Linked DNA regions of Mus musculus: all the other regions are linked to region 1. A link is a contact called in public HiChIP or PLAC-seq and promoter capture Hi-C data. All regions are on one chromosome and are shown on one strand. The core of a region is the stretch at or near the end of the contact, and the rest is flanking DNA. Distances in the headings are between cores, read along the strand shown.

Evidence for each region. Promoter capture Hi-C pulls out the DNA fragments that hold promoters and counts their contacts. HiChIP or PLAC-seq counts read pairs in DNA pulled down with a chosen protein or histone mark.
Region 2: a promoter capture Hi-C map of liver shows a contact between it and region 1, with 4 times the contacts expected there. The contact joins the promoter of Qprt here to the promoter of Zfp629 in region 1. A contact is called at or near these places in 4 of 39 promoter capture datasets (embryonic stem cells, frontonasal cranial neural crest and liver).
Region 3: a promoter capture Hi-C map of liver shows a contact between it and region 1, with 2.4 times the contacts expected there. The contact joins the promoter of Cd2bp2 here to the promoter of Zfp629 in region 1. A contact is called at or near these places in 5 of 39 promoter capture datasets (cranial neural crest, frontonasal cranial neural crest, liver and 1 more) and 2 of 115 datasets of contacts at active chromatin or transcription factors (double positive thymocytes and pancreatic cancer cells).
Region 4: a promoter capture Hi-C map of neural stem cells shows a contact between it and region 1. The contact joins the promoter of Prss8 here to the promoter of Zfp629 in region 1. A contact is called at or near these places in 1 of 39 promoter capture datasets (neural stem cells), 3 of 484 Hi-C or Micro-C datasets (all in embryonic stem cells), 3 of 115 datasets of contacts at active chromatin or transcription factors (the SCID.adh cell line, pancreatic cancer cells and stem cell-derived neural progenitor cells) and 2 of 9 other capture datasets (embryonic stem cells and liver).
Region 5: an H3K27ac HiChIP or PLAC-seq map of T-cell acute lymphoblastic leukemia shows a contact between it and region 1, with 7 times the contacts expected there. The contact joins the enhancer-like site here to the promoter of Zfp629 in region 1. A contact is called at or near these places in 2 of 39 promoter capture datasets (embryonic stem cells and neural stem cells), 4 of 484 Hi-C or Micro-C datasets (bone marrow-derived macrophages, cerebellar granule neurons, cerebral cortex and 1 more), 9 of 115 datasets of contacts at active chromatin or transcription factors (T-cell acute lymphoblastic leukemia, bone marrow-derived macrophages, craniofacial prominence and 4 more) and 3 of 9 other capture datasets (adipose tissue, embryonic stem cells and liver).

Annotation. Positions count from the first base shown.
Region 1 is chr7:127,613,486-127,616,911 of GRCm38.p6, reverse strand. Zfp629 (zinc finger protein 629) reads left to right here and starts at 1,640. Exons shown (of 3, transcript NM_001362196.1): 1 at 1,640-1,829.
Region 2 is chr7:127,120,347-127,123,772 of GRCm38.p6, reverse strand. Qprt (quinolinate phosphoribosyltransferase) reads left to right here and starts at 1,744. Exons shown (of 4, transcript NM_133686.1): 1 at 1,744-1,800. The coding sequence starts at 1,788. It also overlaps a transcript of Spn not described here.
Region 3 is chr7:127,194,393-127,197,818 of GRCm38.p6, reverse strand. It overlaps Cd2bp2 (CD2 cytoplasmic tail binding protein 2), which reads left to right and starts at 1,742. Exons shown (of 7, transcript NM_027353.4): 1 at 1,742-1,890; 2 at 2,358-2,458; 3 at 2,661-2,796; 4 at 2,918-3,075; 5 at 3,178-3,426. The coding sequence starts at 2,381. It overlaps Tbc1d10b (TBC1 domain family, member 10b), which reads left to right. Exons shown (of 9, transcript NM_144522.5): 9 at 1-360.
Region 4 is chr7:127,928,176-127,931,601 of GRCm38.p6, reverse strand. It overlaps Prss8 (protease, serine 8 (prostasin)), which reads left to right and starts at 1,489. Exons shown (of 6, transcript NM_133351.3): 1 at 1,489-1,804; 2 at 2,028-2,045. The coding sequence starts at 1,720.
Region 5 is chr7:127,318,371-127,321,796 of GRCm38.p6, reverse strand. All of the region lies in intron 18 of Itgal (integrin alpha L), which reads right to left. Among named protein-coding and RNA genes, the nearest start is that of Itgal, 24 kb to the right of the region's middle. Within about 2 kb of position 1,771, at least 2 of the 459 cell types and tissues checked have an H3K27ac peak or open chromatin away from gene starts, as enhancers often do. A contact at or near this core is called in T-cell acute lymphoblastic leukemia, where this site is marked.

The DNA of each region.
Region 1 (3,426 bases), core at 391-2,890:
TTTTACTAACTAGCAGTTTACAAACTGAAGCAGTTTTCTCATTGATTTGTTAAGTATAGCAGTCTTTAAATTTTGAACGTTATTCATTATTATAAGTCAATATTTATTTATTGGTGTTTTAACATGTAGCCTCACTGTGTAGCCTAGGTTGGTCTTTTCCCCCCATTAATTTATTTATTCACTTTATATCCCCATTGCTGCCCCCTTCTTCCCAGGCCTGCCCCTATCCCCCTTCCCTTCTCTTCTGAGAGGGTGGAGCCTCCCCTGTTTCTATTCCCTCACCCTGGCACATCAAACATAGCTAGATGCATCCTCTCCCACTGAGACCAGACAAGGCAGCCCAGTTAGGGGAACAAAATCCACAGGCTGGCAAAAGCTGTAGAGACAACCCCTGATCCAGCTGTGGAGGACTCACATGAAGACCGAGCTATATACATCTGCTACATGTGTGGGGGAGGGGGGTTTGACCCAGCCAGTATATATTCACCTAGGTTGGTCTTAATTCATGGTGATTTTCCTGTGTCAGCTTGCAGTGCTAGAGTCACAGCTATTCACTCCCATACAGGGCTTGGAATTTATTTATTTATTTATTTATTTATTTATTTATTTATTTATTTATTTAAGGTTTGAAACGAGTCCTATTGTGCATCCCAGGCTGATCCTGAAGTCCAACTCTTGATTCTCCTGCCTCAGCCTACTAATGGCTGAAGATTACAGGTGGTGTGCTTAGCTACTATGGAACTTTTTGAGGGTAGAATGTTCAATTGTTCAACTCTGGTCTCCTCACACCTGGGTTCATTGAAAACTGTGGCCTCGAACTTTACCTCACATCTCATGTCTTGATTAATTTGCCTTGTAAAATGGGGATGATTCTAAGTCCTCTCTCAGGATGTGGTGGGGAGAAAATGAGACACAAGCAGGAACAGTTTGGGAGCCCTGTGAGGTTCCTTGTTTAGAAACAGGGTCTCGCTAGGTAGCCTGGAGCTATGTGGGCCACGAATATTTTGAACCTTCAGGTCCTCCTGCCTCTGTCTCCCAAGCAACGGAATTACAGGAATTCACCACTACTTCTTGCTCCCTAAGTTTATGGAAGGATTGCCCTGCAGTGAGTTGCATACCTTACCACCGAGCTGCTGGGAAGGGGTAATGCTTGCCTACCTTGTCAGTTTCTTCCTCCAGGGAGACCTGACCACCGGTGGGGGGGTGAGAGGTGGGTAAGAGGGTCCGTAGCGCTGGGTAGCCTTGCCTGGCCCATTAGCTTCTGCTCTTACCGCTAGGTCAGCCCACCCAACCTTTGCTTTCACCTCCTAATCACCAACCCAGGCATACCAGCCCCAGTCCTGGGTGAGTCCAAACAAAGGCGGGTCTCAGGGGACCCGCGGCGGCCGAATCTGAGATCAGCTTAACTGAGCGGCTGGCAGAGTCTTTGGAGAGAATGGCCAGAAATCCGAAGACCTTCGCCGGCCTCTGAGCTCCCCCAAAAGCTGATCTTCCGTGATTCCACTAGACACTGGGAGAGGGGCGTCATCAGCCACCTCCTTGCTTCCATACCCACCCCCTCATTTTTTCCCAGGCTGTGGGAGGCAAAGGGTTAAATCCCATAGAGCTGATGTTCTGACTCCAGGCTAGAGGGGCCCGGGAAGCTGGGGTCACTTCCTGCTCCGTCCCAGTCACCCTGAACTGGTCCCCGGGTCCTCAGCCTGGAATCACCCCTTGAGAAGGACCCTAGAGTTCCCGGCATCTAGCCCGTCCCCCGAGGCAGGGCACTTAAGGGGTTAAGTCCCCTGGGGCTGGCCTCTGCCTTTCGGCTTTTCCCAGACCCCAGAGCCGTGAGTTGGGGCCGCCTGGGTTCCCGGGGTGGCCTGGAGGCCCGGGACAGCCGCCGGGGAACAATAGGGCCAAGGAGGCGGCGACGGGCGAGGGGCGCAGGCCGGGCCCGGGGCGGCGGGGGACGGCGGCCGGGGGATTGTGAGAACCGCGCGGGGACCGCCGTGGGGGAGGGGAGGCGCGCGCGCCCAGAGAGCGAGTCCGGCCGGGGGCGGCGAGGCGGCCGCCGCTCTCCCGGAGCCGGGCAGCCTGGGCGTCCGCGGCGGGGAGGGAACGCCGGCGGCTCGCCTGGGCTTTGGGAGCCGGGGACAGGGTGGGTGCTCCCGGCCGGAGGCGCTCAAGTCTTGGTCCGCCGGGGTGCGGGGGGCGGCGTCGAGGGCGGTCCCGCTGCCTCCTGGTCAGGGTCACCCTGGGCCGCGCGCACCTCCGCGGGAAGGCAGCCGTCTCCGGCAGTCCTTCCCGCCTCGGTCCTCTGGGGGTCGTCCGGGGCAGGAGGCTGGCGCTCTTGGGCCTGGGCTGGTTCCCAGTAGTAGTCGCCTCGCAGTCTTTGCTACTTCTTGCATGTGGCCTGGTTATTAACTCTTTCCCTTCTACGGTAGGCCCTTGAGTTTTAAGTTTCTCTGTCCAAGTATCTAAGCTCCTACCTGTTCTCGGTCAGCTCAGCAGGGTAACCTTCTCCTCTCCGGGGGGCCCCCATCTCTCCCTAAAAACACTTAGAGATAGGGGATGGCTAACTCACTTCTCGGCTGCATTAGCAGTTGGTCAGCTGTCCATTGCTTCACCTGCTTCACACCCCAGCTACCTCTTGGTGAGCTTTGTCCTCTTTGTCCCTGTGCACAAAGTACCTATGCACACTGTCACCCCGAGGGTAGATTATTCCAGGGATTCCGTTAGATGTCAGCGCCCTCCTGCAGCCCTGTTCTCTCTCCTGGGGATCACCCCCGGGATTTTGAGTGACAGATATGACTCCTTCCCCTGGGGGCTCACTCTGACGAACTTATGTCACTTTTCTGACATCGATCTGCAAACTGATCTTAAAAGACACTGAACAAGATAGGCTGGCTTTCTGGGAGCATGAGGTGTCCAGCTCACTCAGTCCTCCAGCAGAGTTTTTACTGGGTACTTGTCCTAGGTGTGTGATGAAGCATCAACAAAAAGAATAAGGCAGAAGGATGGGTCCCCAGGTGTGTGTCTGGGTGGCTTTGGGGACATCCGTACCTAGAGCTCAGAGACGCAGCCTCTCAGACCTCCTCACTGGGTCTGACTTTTGCAGCCGAGGGAACTGGGCTTCCCTGCACTTTTCTGGCTCATTCTCGGGCTTCCGAGCTCTCCTCCTCTCCTGCCAGGAGACCACAAGTAGGAGTCTCATGTGACTGTCAAGGTCAACCCATGCCACAGGGCAAGCCAAACACAGAACGCGGAATTTGTGGTCTTAGCCCTGTTACTTCCCGCCTTGGGGCCTTGGAGACATTTCCCCCAGTGTCTACTTACTAATCTGTAAAATGGACAAATGACTCTTAAGTCTCTCAAGGCAGTGAAAGGAAGAAGACACCTGGTAGTCACCTATGCTCTCTACACACTTGCTTCCCTCCCCTCCTT
Region 2 (3,426 bases), core at 495-2,994, 490 kb after region 1:
TCTGTGTCTTCTTTCTGCTCTCTCTGCCTTGTCTCATGTTTCTTTCTCCTATTCCCTTTCCTTGTCTGTCTGCCTGTCAGTTTGCCTCTATCTCCTTCATGTTCTCTCCTCCCCAATAAACCTCTTATACTAGATCTGTTTTGTGGAGTAATTTCTCATGGGAACCTTGGCATGAGTCAAGGGTACCCTACCACTCTCGCTTGCATCTATCCTGTCAGTTACAGCGTGATGGGTCCAGCACTAGGTAAGATACATGTCTTTCCCCTCCCAGAAGCCTGTATGGCATTGTGCAGGCTAGCCAACAGGGAGAAAGTTTCCTGGTCAGCTCAAGGTTAATTTTGTTATGTTCTGCATTAGGAGTGGTATTCTCAGCAATCGAGTCTCACCCTGTAGTTACGGTGCACAGCCAAGAGCAATAGCAGTAGTGTGCTGTTTTCGGAGCATCTGGAGCCTTACTGACCAGTAACTCACAGGGAGAGGGCTCACCCCGGCACTGAGGTTCTCATTTAATAATTCATGTCTTCTGGGAAGCACTCATGCAGGGTACTTCTGCTCAACTCCCTATTTAAAAAATATTATATATTTAAAAATAGCTTTCAGAACAGTGGGTTCCTGCAATGCTTCCTCATATACGCTTAGTTTGGGCTTCCCTTCCCCCCACCCTTTTCTGAATCTCTTTTCTTCACTTTAACCCTGAGTCTCTCTCTCTCTCTCTCTCTCTCTCTCTCTCTCTCACTCTCTCTCTCTCTCTCTCTCTCTCGTTTCACATCTCAGTGTTCTACTATCTTCACTAATAGTTTTTTCTTGGGTTGGAAGATGGTTTCCCTATAGCTTTTTCATATACCTTTTATTTTGGCTAACCTTGCTCCCTCCCCCAGGTTTGACCCTTCCCCATTCCATCCTTCTCTACTTTATTTCCCTGACCCAGCCCTTAGGTATCCACCCTTGTGGTCCATCTCTAGTTTTCTGGCTCCCACGTGTACTCCAGGTTAAACATACATGACCAAAGATTTAGAGCTAGGAGCCACATATGATCCAGAACATGCAATATTTCTCAGTCTGCTACAAAGTCACTGATGCTACAGTCTCCTCCGTCACCCTTAGGGCCTCATCCAAAACCCCTCCTCCAAATTTCTATAAATTTGGGGGGGTAAGTTTTCAACACACTGACTTTGGGGGAGCACATTCAGACTGCAGCTCTCAGGAAAAGTGGGAGGGATGAGGGGATATTTGTGGGGTTCCTACTCTGTCCCTCAGAAAATTTGAGATAAAAAGAGAATGGGCCGCATGTGCTTGTGCGCGCTTTAATCCTAGCACGGGCTGGGGACACAGGAGGTGGATCTATACAGTGAGAGCCTCTCTCTGGTGGGGTTAGGGAGAACGGAATTGGGGCTTGAGTGCAGGTCTGGGATCCACGATTTTCCCAGCACACCACTAACAAGGCTTTCCGGCCCTCATAGGAGAGTGAGGTCCGGCATTCATGGCCCTGCACTCCGAGGGAGCTCCAGCAGGGCTGGAAGTGGAGAAAACAGGGCCTGTTTGGTGCCAGAGGAGTCAGAATTTCTAAGTGCTCACAGCTGAGCACTTCCCACTGATTCTGGGGTTCGCAGTGGGGCTGGCTCAGCGAGGGTCCAAAGAGGTGTACCGTGAGGGCTCTTAGGAAGGACTGACCCAGCTCGGCCCCTCCCTCCCCTCTCTCTGGCAGCCCCACCCCCAGCCTCAGCTTCTGGGAACATTCGACCTGAACTGTGGTGAACACACTGACCCGCTGGCTGCTCCAAGTCACCATGGACCCTGAAGGTGACCTAAGTCTCTGCTCTGTGTTCCTGTTTTCTATGTCCCCTACTGCCCGTCCCTCTTCCTATTTCAGCCATCTGCCTCCCTCTCTCTTCTCTAAAGAACCCCTTGTGGCCTCTCCTTGGATCTTGTTCCCAAGTCCGCTTCTCTCTGTCTTGTTTGAACCTCCAAAATCCTCCTCTTGCTTCGCGGTTCTTTCTGTGTTGAGCCCTACGGAAGGGCAGAAGCTTGGGAACAGAATGGATGGGGTTGCTCTGCTGGGGTCAGATGGACTGGTAGTGGGAGTTTGGAAAGGGGAGCAGCCCTGGACTCTGTCCCTTGTTAGCAGCCAAGAGAAGCGGAGGCAAAGTCCGGTCTCATCCCTGTAGAGTGTGGGGGGCGGGGAGGGGATGAAGTCGGAGACTGCGCTCAGGCCGCAGAGTCTGGCTTGGGACTCACAGCACCTGCTTGAGCCTAGAGTGCATCAAGGACAGGCTGCAGGGCCATCGGAAGACTTCTACAGCCTCACAGCCTCTTTTTCTTGCAGTAGCATTGGGTCTGGGGTGTAGCTCAGTGGTCGACACTTGCGCAGCATGCTTAAGACCTTCCACCCTAGTAGGTTTGCCGCTCTTATTTAAATCTTTTGTGTTTCCCTTTCCTCCCTGGGGCCTCCTCCCCCATCCTCCCCACTTTCCTGCCGGTTTGCATGCAACTCCTCTGGCCTGCCTGTGGAGCCTGCTCTGGATTTGTAGGTCTGGCTAGAATCTGGGGAGTTGCCTGTGCTGATCGGGCTGGCCTCAAACTTACCGAAATTTGCCGCCGGCCGCCTGCCAAGTGCTGGGATCAAACCCGTGTGTTCTGCCTGGTCTGCCTTTCCCTCCTAACATTAACACTGCCCTGGATTTGAGGCCAGGGGATTCACAGCTGTGGGAACCCTGGGAAGTTACCCAGAAGGATTCTAGGTTTCTGCATCTGGAAGATGCTTCAGGGTGGTAGGGAAACTCAACCACCTTTGCAAGTGTCCCGGTTCCTGAGTTCTTTACTGAGGAACTGTGGGTGGGTGTTCAGGGAGGGCATGGATGCCCAACATGAATATGAAATTCTGAGAAAATAGCCATGGATTCCCTTTTCTGAGAAAGGGGGTTCAATAATGGCATTTTTCATCCAACCCGGGTTTCTGAATTTTTAAACTTATTATTGTATGTGAGTGCATGGTGGTGGGGGTGTCAGGTGTCACAGTGTGGAGGTCAGAGGACATCTTTTCAGAGGTTGTTCTCTTCTTCTTTCCACCTTTGTACGTCTCTGGGGATGGAGCTTGGGGCCTCCTGAACTGTCTTTCCCCTCTGATTATTCATTTAGTTTTGAGACAGGTCCTCACTGTGGAGCCCTAGCTGGGCTGGAACACTCAGCAATCTTCCTGCCTATGCCTCCCGGGTGCCGAGATTAAAGGGGTGTGCCTGGTTTTGTTTATTCCTAAGACAGAGTATTTTTTTAATATTTTAAATTCTGTTTATGCATGGCAGGAGTTATGCACACATGTGTGGGGTTGCCAGATGCCATAGGCATTGGGTCTCCCTACAGTTACAGGCGGTTGTGAGCCACCTGATGTGTGTGCTAGGAACAGAACTTGGATCTTCTGCAAGAACAGTG
Region 3 (3,426 bases), core at 493-2,992, 420 kb after region 1:
ATGAACCTGCTGTTATATCTGTCTCCCGCCTTGTTATTTGAAGAGTGCTGTAGAGTAAGGGGAGTGGGGGAGGCAGGCACAAAGTCTGACTTTCCATAGGTTCAGTCTGCAGGTCTTGGCAGGAACATCTGGACCACTGGTTCTCAATCTTCCTAATGCTGTGACCCTTTAATACAGTTCTTTATATTGTGGTGACTCCAACCATAAAATTATTTTCATTATTACTTAATAACAGTATACTACTGCTATGAATCATAATGTACGTCTCTGTTTTCTGATAGTCTTAGGCAACCTCTGTGAATAGTATTCGACCCCCAAAAGGAGTCACAGTAAACGCTCACTTCATCTCTCATCAACAAACATAGTGGTCCAGCTCCTTCCTCCTCAGCTTTGCCTGGATTCTGCTGCTCCCACTCTCACTGGCCTCCTGGGATCCTCTGCACAGCTTGCAGGACTGGGATCGCCTTTCCAATGGCTTCAGCCCCCTGGAAGCTGAAGGAGGGGCCTGAGAGTGTGTGCAAAACCACCATCTTTAGATTGGGCTGGGTTCTTGGTCAGCAGCTTGGTGCAGTTCCCTGGGCGTCTAGGGTAGACTAACTGCCTGGGGTTCATCCCAGCAGGTACACACAACCAAACTGCGCAGCTCTTGTTTTCTGTGGCTAGATCTTTGCCACACACCCTCTACTCCGGGTCAGGATGATAAAGGTGTGGGCTTCTGTGGCCGTAAAGCTCCACTTGGCACTTCTCAGCAGAAAGGGGATCAGGGTGTGTGGTCTCCAGGTAGAGAAAACCCCCTCCGGATGAACCAGCAGTGCTGAGAGCTGCTTTCTTCAGGGTCCTGTCTGTAGCAAGATGCCCTCCTGGTCTAGAACTTGTGTTCTGTACCCACAGAAGTGAAGTTTCATGATTCACAATGGGAGAAAACCCTGGAGGAGAAAGGCGTGGTCCATCTGGCTGCCCTCTTCCAACTCTAGTAGGATCACCGGAGCTATTTAGCCGAGGGTGGGGACGGGGGTGGAGGCGTTGAGGTTTGAGTTGTTCCCCAGAGCTCCAGATCTAAACCTCACTATTGGGGAAGATCTCACCTGGCCCCAGCTTTGCAGGAGCTGGATCCCAGCCCTTTGGCAGTTTGCTAAGGGATGAGGTAGGCTTCGTGTAACTGATGGGCTTCTGCCTGGTTACAGGCCACGGACGGAAGCCAGTGGCACCTCCTGTGATGGTTGTCCCGCTACAGAAACTAGGAATTAAGTGGGAGAATAGACATGGTGCAAATGACTCCTGGGTTCTAAAAGGGCTTGGTTTGGAAGGTGCCCGAGCGCTTATAATCAGAAGCAGGACTCAGAGAGAAGAGCAAGACTTTCTTTAAAAATAGACGGTCTCATGTTGTATCCCAGACTGTCGTCAATCTCGCGACAATCAATCCTGTTTCAATTTCCCGAGTGTTGGGACTGCGTTAAGATCGGAAGCCCGGGTGTCTACTGAAGGCCACTAGGCGTACAGAACCCTATCCATACATGCAAACGGAAGCCCGAAGCCTCTGTTCGGCCTGTGCCTCTCCATCCAGGCCTTGGGAACCTCTTAGCACACCACGTCCTTATCCTCACTGTAGCCTCCATCGTAGAGGAATAATAAAACATTTCCCGCCATCCTCAAGTCCCGTGAGGCAAGGACGTAGTTCACGCGAGTCTTTGCAGGTCTTGCGTCACTTCCTGCCGCGAGTCGGCCTTGGCTAATGGTATGCATCCGCCCTTTTTGAATAGAAGTGAAGCCACTTCCGGGTCCTATGCCGGTCTCCACGGTTTTTTTCCGGGTGATGAAGGCGGGTGCCCCGGATGTAATACCGGCGAAAGCATCTTTCCTTTTCTTCCCCGCCTGACCCTGGGTTCCTAGGTGAGCACCGGCGGGTAAGATTGTTTGAATCCCCGCGGGTTTGCTTCGCCTTTAGTTTGTACGCCAAGGACATGGCCGAGCAGGTCGCTACGTGGTATTCGGGGATCTAGGCAGCTCCAGCTCTTGGGTCCGACCGGCCTCTGTGAGCACTCGGGTGGGAGAGGTGGTTGAGTTCGGTAGCTCCGGACTGGTAGGGGAGTGGTGACGTAGGGGAACCTGACTCCCCATCCCCGGGTGGGAATACCCGCAGGGTCCACGCGGGGGCGGAGATCCTTCCCATCGCCTCTCCTCCGGGCCTCAGAATTGCCCAACCAACCCCGGACGTCGTGCCTGCTAGTTCTCTCAGATGCTTTAGCGATCTGTCCTCGCTCACATTTACCAGGAAAAATGTTGGTGGCCCCTGCACTCCCCCGCGGTCCTCTCTCCTTACCTCACTTCCTCACTACATATCTTTTTCCGAGGTCCAGCTGGAGGAAATCCACAGCCAATCATGCCAAAGAGGAAAGTGACTTTTCAGGGTGTTGGAGATGAGGATGGTGAAGATGAAATCAGTGTGCCCAAAAAGAAGGTGAGATGGCCAGATTTCGAATTTCCGTGGAGGACTGAGAGGAAAGAAGAAGGAGAAATCTGATGGGAGGAAAGCCGGGAAGCCAAGGAAGTGTTAGTTTTCCCCGGCGCACTGGGTTTGGAAAGATTTGTGTACAGATCCTGGAGTATCTGGGGAACTACCCAGTTGGCTGCATTTCTCATTTGCTTCGGCCTCCTCACAGCTGGTGGACCCTGTGGCTGCAGCAGGTGGTCCTGGGAGCCGCTTCAAAGGCAAGCACTCTTTAGACAGTGATGAAGAGGATGATGATGAGGAAGGGTCCAGCAAATATGATATCCTGGCCTCAGAGGATGTAGAAGGTGAGCTATGTCCGAAGCGTTAACTGAGTTGGGGGGACAAGCCTTCAGGATGGAGGTGGGAGGTGTGCCTGCTTCCCTTTTGCGTGTCTAGCATGCCCCACCCCCAATGTCTTCGGTGCAGGTCAGGAAGCAGCTACTCTCCCTAGTGAGGGCGGTGTGAGGATCACACCCTTCAACCTGCAGGAAGAGATGGAGGAAGGCCACTTTGATGCTGATGGCAACTACTTCCTGAACCAGGATGCGCAGATCCGAGACAGCTGGCTGGACAACATTGACTGGGTGTGGCCCAGGGACTATTCTGGCTGAGGCCTGGGAGTGCAGGTGCAGGGCCTGGGCCCTGGTGGAAGTTTGTAAGAAATTCTAATTATCTTTTCCTTGTAGGTGAGGATCAAGGAACGGCCCCCTGATAAGCACCAGGTTTCAGACTCGGAGGAGGAAGACAGCCTGGGTCAGACTCCAATGAGCGCCCAAGCACTCCTGGAGGGACTTTTGGAGTTGTTGTTGCCAAGAGAGACAGTGGCTGGGGCCCTTAGGCGGCTGGGGGCCCGAGGAGGAGGCAAAGGGAGCAACAGCAAGGGGACTGGACGGCCCAATTCCCCCCAGCGGCTAGACCGGCTGTCTGGGTTAGCT
Region 4 (3,426 bases), core at 240-2,739, 310 kb before region 1:
TCCATACCCACAGACGGCCGGCACACGGGCTGCCTTTCTGTGAACTCCTGTGCCCTGTTACTCATGTGTACACACACATGCATGCACCAGCACAAGCAAACTCTGAGGCTGCTGCTCTCCAGCCTGTCTTGAGGCAGGGTTTCATGAACCTGGACCTTGCTGGTTCGCCTAGACTGGCTGGGCAGCAAAGCCCCAGGGTCTGCTGACTCCCACCCAGGACTGTCCTGGGGTTGCAGCTGTGAACCGCCACACTCACACTTTACAGAAAGCCAGGGATCGGAACCTGGGTTTTTATGGGCCTGCACGTGGGAATTGCTTTACCACCGAGCCTTCCCTAGGCCTTTCCCTGAACTCCTACCCTACCTACTTCACAACACCCCGGCTTTGTCTTTATTTATTTATTTATTTATTCTTTTTTTTTTCCAAGACAGGGTTTCTCGGTATAGCCCTGGCTGTCCTGGAACTCACTTTGTAGACCAGGCTGGCCTCGAACTCAGAAATCCCCCTGCCTCTGCCTCCTGAGTGCTGCTGGGATTAAAGGAGTGTGCCACCACATCCGGCTTTTTTTTTTTTTTTTTTTAGAGATTTTTCTCTATGTAGCCTTGGCTATCCTAGAATTTGCTATGTAGACCAGTCTAGCCTCAAACTCACAGACATCTGCCTGCCTGTGCCTCCGTGGGACAAAGCACAACTGGCTTTAAAGACACGTGCCACCACACCTGGCCTAACTTTGCCAGTGTTGTTTGGTTGGCATCTTTCCATGCCCTCTGAGGATTTGGTTCCCAGCGTTGTTCTTCCACGAGCCCTGCAGCTACTGTGCAGTTGAGAGTCCCACTAATTGGGTCTATATCACAGCTCCTAATTTGAAATGATTAATCAATAATTGCCTTTTGTTACTTGATTCGAGTCTGACATCCCCACTTCATCATCATCTTAAGGAGGTCATAGATGGTACAGTCTGCCACTTGTGCCGGGTGCACAGATAGGTACTTAGCAAATACTTACCGGATGATTGTCAATAGCCAGCCGTGCTCAACACCTGCAGGAAGGTGTTTCTACAGAGGGCCTGCCACGAATGGCTTTGGCCTGGGGCATTCCCCCATGCTAGTTTTAGATACCTGGCCTGAGGAGGGATGGGAAGGGCTGAGCAGCGGCTGTGGCCCTACCTTAATAAGGTCTAGACCAGGCCAGGTTGTCGGGGAAGAGGGGACTAGGAGTGGGGGGAGGGGGGGTGATAACTGAGTGACCAATAAGACCTGGGGTACTTGGCTGGCCCTTAGGGTTCCCAGTCCTGCCTGGGACTGCTTTCTGACTGTCCAGGATCAGTTTTCCTGTATCAAAAGCACCCACTGCGAAAGGATCCAGGAAAGGACCACAGAGGCCAGAAGCAGGAAAAAAAAAAGCCTGCTTTCCGAGGAGGAGGAGGAGGGCGTGGCTGAGGGAGGAGCCCACAGGTGGTTGGCTCCTGAAGTGCCTGGAGAGGTCTCTGTTGACCAAATTGTAAGGCAGAACAGGTCCACGCTGGTCACTGCAGAGAGACTAAAGGTGTGTCCCGTCTTCCCCCTGGCCATTTTCTGCCGAGAAGCCTGCTTCACCTTCCCAGCCTAGATCCTGGGATTCCTCACTCTGATCCCACACCTAGATCCTGCCTTCAAAACCAGCCTTCTGGTTCTTCCCTTTCTACCTAGGGGCTCCTTCGGGGGGCCCTTGTCCTAGGCCATGGCCCTAAGGGTGGGCCTGGGACTTGGGCAGCTGGAAGCTGTGACCATTCTGCTCCTTCTCGGATTGCTCCAGTCGGGAATCCGTAAGTATGGATCCGCGGGAGGGAGGGTTGGAGAAGGAGCCCCGGTGAGAGCAGGCTGGTCCCCGTGTAGACTGAATTCGCGAATCTCCGTGTTCCTACCGTCTTCCCCTCTTCTCTTGTTAGTCCCCCAAACAAGGAATCACCCTATGGGGAAGCGGTTGGCGTGAAGGGCTCTGGGGACTCAGGCCTCCCTGCCAACTCCTCTCTCTTTCTTTCCCTCCAGGAGCTGACGGGACTGAAGGTGAGGCTTTCTGCGGGAGTTGGGGGAGTGAGGGCACAGCGGCTCGGTGTCCCCTGGCGGGTTGTAGGAACACTTGTCGCCTAGCTGGGCTTGCACTTAGCCACACTAAGTGTCCCAACAGCTCTGAGTGTATGGAATCTTGGCTCTTGTTTTATGAGGAAACTGAGGTAAAGAGATGCAGTGAGCTGTCCGCGGGCATAATCGAAGCCTGACTCTCAGTGTGGGTAGGGGAGGTGGCTCTGAGAAGATCAGCTCCAGTGTAGACTGGTTTCCGGTCTGAGCATAACTATCTAGTAGCCTTGTCTCCTTATCTTTCAAAGCTCCAGTTTCTTTGCCTTGAAAAGCTGTTCAGTTCTGTTCTTCTAGGGCTGTGAGGAAGACCGGGAGATTGGGAAGTGAAAGCCCCTTGGAGCCTAGATGCGCCTCAGCTGCAGTCTGAGTAGTAGCCATTGTCAGGATTGTGAGGGAATGAAGGAAGAATCTAGCTAGGTGTTTTCTCTGCCTACTGCTAGCTTGGGGGGTGGGGGGAGCGGCTCAGGTCCCCAACCTGAGGAATCCAATTTCCTTGCAATGTTCAATCACACCCCTAGTTCTCCTGTGCTCAGCAGATGGGGAGAGGGTGGAAACAGGTGTGTCTCTAGGTAACGCTCAGGTTGGTGCAGTTGGAACAGTCATAGGCATGAGAACAGGTGTCAGCCAGCCTGGACTCTGTGGAGAGGGCCCTGGAAGCTGAGAGCGACACCTGTGACCTAGCCGGCTGATCCAAACATGCCATGGAGGGGCTGTGCCCGGATGGCTCTCTAGCCTAGTGGAGAAAGGCTGGAAAGGCATTCAGAATAGAGTGACTGGTCTTAAAGGTCCAGTGGTAAGGAGTGAGTGGCCCAGTGGCTGTGACAGGAAGCGGGGCTGTGTGATAGTCAGAGGATAGTGGCATATGTACCTGCAATTTATTTTTTTTTAATTCTTTAAAATTAAGTGCCGGGCAGTGGTGGCGCATGCCTTTAATCCCAGCACTCGGGAGGCAGAGGCAGGCGGATTTCTGAGTTTGAGGCCACTTGGCCTACAAAGTGAGTTCCAGGACAGCCAGGGCTACACAGAGAAACCCTGTCTGGGGAAAAAAAATTAAGTGTTTTGCCCTGTGTGTCACATGAATGCCTGATGCCTCTGGAAGTCAGAAGAAGGTATCAGATCTCCACCCATTAGAGTTAGGGGCAGTTGTAAGCTGTCATGTGGAGAGGTTGCAAGAGGCCTTAGCTCTCCTGTCCTTGGGATGTATCTTAAGGTCAATATGGAGCCATGGAAGAGTTCTGCAAGGCTGACGTGGCCAGACTCGTGGTTTGTGTACTCAGACTTAAGGGGCAGACTGGGTAGAAAGCAAGGC
Region 5 (3,426 bases), core at 522-3,021, 300 kb after region 1:
TCTTTCTACACCCTTACCCATACAGGTCCAGGTACATGGTCCTTCTCTAGTGACAGCTACACAATGGGTATCTGGACTGAGACAAAGCAACCTACAGTTCCACCCTTGGCAGGAGCTCTTGGCTGTTCAACATCTGGCCTCCCCTGCCTGCCCTTTTTCTGTGGTTTGCCTCTGCCCACCTCCCCATCCTCCTAGGCCTGCTCTCCAGCTCCTAGGAATTCAATGCCATTTCCCCCAGCACTTCCTGAACTTCTCCGACAGACCAGCCCCACCCTACCCTCATTTCTGGGCACTTGGTAACACATCAGCATGTAAAATAGGCACAGAGGGAGAGGCGACAACTCAATGTCCACAGTGGGTGAGGGGTAATGATGTGACAGTACAGGAATGCCTCAGAGCACGGAGAAAAGACTCCTAACCCAGATATGAAGTGTCCTGAAGCAACAGCAGCCCCACTCACTGCTGTATTTGGATCTAGAACGCCCACCTCTGCATGTGTTAAGGGCCTGGTCCCAGCCTTGTGTTGTAATTGGATGGTGGCAGAGCCTCTAAGAGCTAACTCGTAGTTGGAGAATGTTATGTCATTGGAGGTGTGCCCTTGAAGTTGGCACTGGCACCCCAACTCTTCCTTCCTTTCCCTTTACTTCCCAGCCACAGTGATGGGGGTCAGTAGCTTTACAATGCACTCCCCACCATAATATGCACCTGTCACAGGTCTAAAGCAACAAAACTGATGATCACAGACTATAGCCATGAGATCATGAGTCCAAACGAACCTTTCTTCTTTATAACTTGATCATCTGAGTATTTGTTACCATCACAGAATGCTGACTAGGGCACTAAAACAGTAAGAGGAAGCCAGGTGAAGAAAATGGAGAAAAAAGTTCAGAGGATACATAGGCCCTGAGGCATGACAGACTGTGCCTCCTGCCACACATCCCCCCACCTCCCCCAGGGAACAGGTCTAGCCCCAGCACAGTCCATCAGAAGGATCATGAAGTCAGAACACAGTTCAGGTTCCACTAAGCCTATGGGTAATGCTGGGGCACTGAGATTATATTCTAAAGGCAGTGGAACCTTGGAAGGTCTTCACAGGTTATCACAGTGGGATCTTCTGGAAGAATCCAGCCTCCAGACTCTTCTTTACGTGGAGAAAGGCTTGGTGCTCTCTCTGCTGATGGCTCTCCATCCACCTCAGCACTCACACAGATGCTCACTACCCAGGCAACCATGAACAACCCAGGGCCTTGACCTCCTCAGCTGTTTTTCTGAAAGAAGCGAGGTCTGTCTCCCATCCCCCTTGACCATATCAGTACCACCTACACACACAACTAATTCATTCATTTCATAAAACCCAGAACTAATGACATTTCCCAGGAAGGCGTTCTTGATATTGACTGTGATCTCAGGTGCCAGGTCCTGATGTCCTGGGTTTCCATTAGAGGAGGAGGCAGAGACTGCTGGCAGCCCCTACGCGGGGGTCCTCACCTCTTGCCTCTAAAACAGTCTTCACTTCAAAACAAAACAAAACAAAACAAAACAAAAAACATCTTCAGTCTTTAGACTCCTTTTCTTAGCCTTTCTTGCAGCTGAGTGTGATCGTGGTGACTGATCATGGTGACTACATTTTAATCCCTGGGACATCAATAAAAGTGCTATGTAGCTATTTAAGGAAATATTCTTCAAGGGAAGCTGTGTGTGTTGCTCCGTTCTCCTTGGCCAGGTGCACAGATGTGATAGCTACACCCCAGGCATCTTTGAGCACAAGATGTGGCCACCACAGAACCCACACAACTCTAAAAGCAAAAGGCATGTGCTCTTTGGTTTGTTGACTCCTGATTTAGAATCTCAGAAGCCATGCCAGTCTCCTCCGGCCTCGTACAGGAGAAAGACTTCCCACACAATGGAAGGAGAGAACAGACTCTTACAAGTTATACACACACACATACACACACACACAATCAACCAATCAATATTTGTAATATAAGATTTTTTTTTATGTATGTCACTCTTAGCTGGGTGTGATGGCTCATACCTGTAATCCCAGCAATTCGGAAGTAGGCAGGATTATTAAGCATTCCAGACAACCTTTTCCCCAAACAAACAACAACAAACACTCAAATAGCCAGTGTTAATGTAAACCTCTCCGGTTTGAAGTTGAGTAGGCCTAGCAGGTATCTAGGCCCCGCCTAGAACAGCTCTAGTTGCCTCTTGGGTAATTCAGAACCCAGATCCCACACATTCTAAGGCTGAACTCTCGAGTCTCCTCTCCTGACACAGTTGTGCTCCCTCTAGTGCTCCCCGCAGTGGAGAGCCATCACCCACCCAGATGCACATGACAAATGGCCATTGTCTTTTGCCTCTCTGCACATCTCAAGTTCCCAGCTATCCTGCCTCTAGAGACTCCCCTTAATGCATCCCCTATCCCCACTCCCACAGAGTGCCTGGATTCAAGCCTGACTCTTACCCAGTCCTTCCTCCCTCCAGGTTCCTGTGGCTGCAATACATCCCACATCAGTGCAGGAACCAGCGCTTAACTGTCTATGTGAAGGCAGCAATGTCTCCTCCCCTCTCCTAAATATCTGGTCCTACCCCAGAGGACTTTGGTTGCCCCATACATACAGGGCATGCATATGACCAAGGCCTGGTCTCTGGCATTTGGCTAGCGGTGTGGATATGACCAGGTCACAACAAAGGGAAGGTGTCTCTCCCTGGTTGTCAGAGGTCTGACAGAGGTACTGATTTAAGGACAATAAGCGACATGAACTATGGAGTAGGCTTCCTGAGCTAGGCGCAGGCCCCGTGCCTGGAATCGGGATTCAGGAGGTGGAAGCAGCTAAGCCAGAAGTTCCAAGGCAGCCTGGGCTTCATAGAAAGTTCCAGAGCAGTCTGGGGTATATAAAGGAGGGAGCAGGGACAGAATGAAAGAGAAGGAGAGAAAAAGACTCTTGATGCCTTTGTCCAGGTATCTGGATACAGAACATATAAAGCCAGGCCTGTGCCATAGGCTGGGTCTGTCAATTGCCTTTCTTGCTTACATCGGGCAGGTCTTACTGGGTTTCTGCCACTGGCACAAGAAACACTCAGGAGGAGCTAAGAGATGAATGCCCACTCTTCCAGAGGACCTGGACTCAATTTCCAGCACCCACATACAGGGTAACCCAAACTCCAGGTCCAGGGGATCCGATGCTGCTTCTGACCTCCATGGGCACATGCGTAGTGCAAATACAAACACGCAGGCAAAACACACATTCAAAATTAAAATAATGAACATGAAAAAAATTTAAGCTCGTGAAAATTCTTTGATGTTTCCGCAACATCTAATAGCTAGATACTAAGCCCTTCTGACCTCATCACCCCAGAGTCTCCAATGTTTTTCTGCCTACACCACATGATGGTCTTTCTCAACCCTTACCTGTCCTCTTG